Linked DNA regions of Gossypium arboreum: region 2 is linked to region 1. The links are chromatin contacts, called in public Hi-C maps. All regions are on one chromosome and are shown on one strand. Each heading gives the region's core, a stretch centred on a gene start, on an enhancer-like site or on the middle of the called end of the contact. The rest is flanking DNA. Distances are from core to core; before and after follow the strand shown.

Evidence for each region. Hi-C and Micro-C count contacts between places; a contact is called where the count stands out from the background.
Region 2: a Hi-C map of leaf shows a contact between it and region 1, with 4 times the contacts expected there. The contact joins two enhancer-like sites. A contact is called at or near these places in 2 of 5 Hi-C or Micro-C datasets (both in leaf).

What each region holds. Positions count from the first base shown.
Region 1 is chr9:40,784,961-40,787,660 of ASM2569848v2, forward strand. No RefSeq gene overlaps it. Among protein-coding and RNA genes, the nearest start is that of LOC108452293, 6.3 kb to the right of the region's middle. Within about 2 kb of position 1,316, at least 2 of the 2 cell types and tissues checked have an H3K27ac peak or open chromatin away from gene starts, as enhancers often do. A contact at or near this core is called in leaf, where this site is marked.
Region 2 is chr9:41,254,736-41,257,435 of ASM2569848v2, forward strand. No RefSeq gene overlaps it. Among protein-coding and RNA genes, the nearest start is that of LOC108489278, 22 kb to the right of the region's middle. Within about 2 kb of position 1,271, at least 2 of the 2 cell types and tissues checked have an H3K27ac peak or open chromatin away from gene starts, as enhancers often do. A contact at or near this core is called in leaf, where this site is marked.

The DNA of each region.
Region 1 (2,700 bases), core at 66-2,565:
AGTCAGCCCGAACTAAAATACCTTACCCGAGGCCCGGTCCATTTTTTAAACGAGCCTTATTTTTTTGTCCAAGCCCATTTTTCAGGCCTATATTTTTGCCCAAACCCTCCCACATTAGGGGGGGGGCCTTCGGGCCGGGCCGGGTAGTCCGGCCCATGCACACCTCTACCAGAGAATAATATCTCTCATTTATATAATATTTTCTCACTCCCTTCACCGATCTCAAATTCAATAGCCTGGTGTACATATCCATAATCATCATGTCTCCCACTAAGATATTTTTCTAGTTCAATTGCAATGAACCAAGGTTGAAATCCAACATTTTCACAATGAACCCGCCAATTCCCCTGATTTCCACTAGAACCCACTCAATTTATAAGCTTTTCAAATTAATACTCAAAGTCATGATTCCAATGTAAACTTAACATTTTAGGGTGTGACATAGACAATACAAGGCCAAGGGTTGCTCACCTTTCTGGCTAGTTCTCGTGTCGCCATGTGTCTCTATCGAGGTAAGGGTATAACAAGTATGTTATATTATTTTGAATAGTTTTGGATGAAAGATAAATATATTAATTTTAATATTTCATTTTTTAAAATTTATTTTTGTTAATTTTTTAATAAATTAAAATAACTTTATATTTTCTACATTAAGTGATAAATAACTGACCTAGCTATTTATCTTATTCAACACATTTTTGTTGAAAATTTTATATTAGGTAAAAATTTAAAACAATTATAAAAAACATTTAAAATAATAAATGCTGAAATAAAAATTTTTAATCAAATGAAAATTTTCAATAATTTTATCAAAACACTTTTTTCTATTCAAAAAGTAGCAGTGGAAAGGATTTCGTTATTTGATGGGCTGCTAGTTGGCTTTGGTTTAGGAGTTAAACGAGTAAAAAAGGGAGTCCTCAAGACTTTCTTTTTGTCAATACGAACTTTTATGGGCTTTTCATGAGCAAACAAAATTTGGGATGCCTCTCAAGTCCAAGCTCCATTGTTGTGTAAAAGGAAGAAAGACAGAAGCGCATGTTAAAGTAGGTTTTGGGCCAAACGTAGACTAAACTTGGCAATGATGTCACGGGCACTGCTCTATGTCTCAGGGCATTAGTAAGCGTTATTATTACTGGCATCTATTTCTAACCCTACCAACTGTGCTGATTGGTGTTGGTGATCAGCTAAGATATATCCAAATACACCAAAGGGACCTAAATAAAGATTCATTCCCCAGCTAGCTACTCTTCCAAATTATACTCAACTATTTGAAAGCAAAAAAAAAAAAAATCAAATCAAATATTGTATCATGTTGATGCTGCAAGTTGCAACTTACTTTTCAACTGAGTTGGTTGTAAATTGCCTATTTTGTAGACATATTTGACCTGATGAATGTATTTGATTTTGTACATATTTTTAAGGGGTTCTATGCAACGGAATTCGAGGTTAATTGGAAAAAGAAATTCTGTCAAGGATAACTTAAAGTGATTTATTGTGATAAACTTTTTTTATTTATTTAAGATATGTGATCAATATGTTTAATTGAAGAGGACCTCTACTGTATCGCATTCCTTAATAAGAAGACTGATTGGAGGTTAATATCAATCACAGTAACTTGATTAAGAAGCCTACAAAACATCTATATAAAATAGACTTGTTTTTATCTTTTGTGTGTGCAAATAGAGAACTCAGTCAATTTATTGCCCAGCACATTTATGAGTGACTTTATATTGTAAACAAAATGTTCTATCAGTTTGGACTGGACAAATATTTCACTGGAAAAATTTTGGTGAGAGAGTTGAATGTTTATAATTGCACAGGAGTGAGGCTATAAGAAGTGTGAGTTAAGCTTAAATTATCTTTTTAATAGATTTTTCTCTAAAAAAGTCTTTAAATGTAGCATTGGATTCTAACTACGGAATTAATTGATTGTGTTGTCTATTTTACATTTCTATTTTTTATTTTTTTATTTTTTTATTTTTCTAGTTTTTATTGTACTTGCAATTCTCTCTTGTACTTTTTAGTTCCTCTTTCATGATTTTCATTAATAATAACCTATCTGAGTAGCTTCTTGATCATGTAATGTCGCACAATCCCCTTTGGATATAAGAACAACAAAGTTTTGGATCAGTTATGGTTGGTGTTAAATATGACTCCTATTTTGAGTCAAATTTGAAAAATAATCTTTCAGTTAAATTCTGTTTACTTGTTTCAATCAAATATTGATTAGTTTAGATTATTTTATTATTATTTGACCTATGAATTTAGCCTATAAATAGTCTCTTTTACAACCTTAGAAAAATACACCCATTAGAGATTAGAACTCATAACACATTTAGAGAATTTTCTGTTTACGTTTTGAGGGTTCTTTGTTTTCGGGTTTTCGGGGTTTAATCTTAATCTTAATCTTTTGTACTCTTCATTCTTTTGCCATTATAGTAAAATTATCTTTACCCGTTGTTTTTTATCCTCATTGGAGGGGTTTTTCCATGTTAAATTTGTGTGTTCAATTTCTCAATTTATTCCGTTATTTTCTTGTTCGTTGCTTAATTGGGTCGATTCCTAACAAGTAGTATTAGAGTTAGTTCAATTTTCATAGATCAGCTCATTCAGAGATGGCAACAACAAGGTTTGAAATTGAGAAGTTCAATGGTGAGACAAATTTCAATCTGTGGCAAGTTCGGATGATGGCAATTCTAG
Region 2 (2,700 bases), core at 21-2,520, 470 kb after region 1:
AGTCATAATACAATTGATAACCAGATAAATGAACTACCACCTCAAAATCTCAATCATGATGCAATACTTTCAAACCATAAATCTCAAGCTTCTCAATCAAGTTTTGAACCTACACGCTTAAACAACTAACGTGTATGTTGGATAAGTTCAGTAAATGATACTTATCCTATCCCATGATTAATGTTAAGCCCTTAGTAAAATTTTCTTATGTTCATTTATGCATTGATTTAGCCTTTCTAACATATTCATTTTTCATTGCCAAATTATAAAGGTTCAACTTATACAATGAATCATTAGGTAATCACTCACATATAAGACTCTTATTGTGTGCTTAATCAAACATATAATTACTTTTAATTAGAGTTCACTTAACACTCACACATATGTGTAAGAGAAAATTTTCCGTTATTTATAAATTGTAAAGTTATTTTATAATATTTAAATATTTTTAAAAAATTATATTTTATTTTTAATTTATAATATAATTTTAATATTTTAATTTTACAATATCATTTTTATTTATAAAATTATTGAAGTAATTTAATTTATGACATTATTTATAATTTTGAAGTAATTTATAATTTATAACGTAAATTATTGAATTATTTTATAATATCATTTTAATTATTATTTATAAATTATAATTCAAATTATGATGTAAAACTTAATTAAAAATTTAAAGAAAATTTTAAAGTTGAAGCTGAATTAGGGAGGATGGGTAAACTCAAACTCTAAAATAAAAAATTGTTTAAAAATTTTATTTGAATTGGTTTAAGATTACATCGAAATTAAAAAATCCATTTTATAAAATCGATTTTTCTTTTATTTTATCAGTTTTTCAACTAATTGAATGATTGAAGGATGAGAGATAAGAAAATATGAAAATCAAATTTCAGAAAATTTAATTTTCCTATACATTGCAAAAATGTGTACTAGTTTGGAAATTTTCTCCAGTTTAAAATAATTTATTTTGTTTTATATTCAAAATTAATTTTTTATTAAAAAATCTCTTTTTTTTTCAGCACCAAGCATTTCAGGCATTAATTACATAAAACTTCCTACTACGAAAGGAAATAACCTTAGTATATATCCAAAATTTAGTCATGAAAGAAATTTTTAAAAAATAATTTTCATGAATAATTGGTCTCCACTACCACTAGATTGTTTATATTATATAATAATAGTCAACTCATAATCAATTACATCCAATAAGTTTGGTTGTCTTTCACCGGCAACAAATGTTGTGAATATAATCCCCACTTGTCATGGCGCTTACCTTAGCGACTATTTTCCTTTTCTTGTTCTTTTTCTTTTTTCGCTTTTTGAGAGAAAATTAGCTTTAAAACAATTTGGTTACCACCACATATATTTTCTAGGGACATTCACATTTGACAATATGCCTTTCTTCCCACTTCAAAACCCAAATTAAAGCTATAAAGATAGGAAATCCGACCATAAGGACTTCAAATCTAGTTGGTGGTGGGTCTAAACCTATATACCCACTTTTTAGCGTTTAAATTCTATTATTAATCCATGTAGTATATATAAGTTGTGAATTTAGTCTTTATATTTTAATTTAGTCATTTTAATCTTTATACTTTTAGAATTTTAAAATTTTAATTCTAAGTAAATAGTAGCTATTAAATTTATTAAGTTTTAGTATTTTTAAATTTTGATGTAGCAAACATATTATCACATGTGTAATGTCATGCTTATTATTTCCACATATTACTCACAAAAAAAATACCGGTTAATAGATTGAATAACTATCATTTGCATCAAAAATAAAATTTCAAATTGAAAAATATAGTGACTAAAATGATCTAATTAGAGAACACGGACTAAATCTATAACTTTATACATAATACATGACTAATAGCATAATTTAACCAAATAAATTTTAACGCAACCATTTAATTAAAATTAAATTTAAAATTTAAAAATTTAAAAATTTAAAATTTAAAAATTACAAAAATTACAAAAATTAATTCAAAAATACAAAAACTAAAATTCATCAAACTTGAATTTATACAAAGTACATTATGTAATAACATAAAAAATATGGAATCCTATCTAATGATCATGAGAATGGAGTGTTGGATATTTGACTCCCACCCAACCGAGGAGTCAGTCCGGGTCAGACCATGGCTATCTATTCTATTAATAGGACCCATTCCAAGACTTCTATTAATTAATTGAGCCGAGTCTTGTATATTGATTGGACCATATTATAGGTTTGCATTATTACTTGTCCTACAATATTGCTTTTGACTAATGCTATCGATGGAGAAATCAAACCAATAAACATATGTGAGACCCAGAAACCTCTTCTTTTATGATAATGGTTTATGCATTATGACGTAAATGGACCTTTTTTTTCTTTCTAAATGTTATGGAATTCAACTTTAAGAGATATATTTTTTATAAAAGGTAGAGTACGAATTATCCAGGATTAAATTCAAGATCAAATTTCAATTGAACTTGTGTTGTACTCAAGATTGTTTTTTGAATGCTTTGAATTAAGAAATAAGGAGAGAGAATGGTTTAATTTTGAGATATTGGATGTAAAATTATATTAAAATGATGTTAATAAACGTATCTAAAAGTCCTTGAAACCCTTTTACATAAATAAACATAATATTAATCTTTTAAATTAAATCCTATGAGAAGAATTCATTTGAATCATTGTATTTTTAGTAT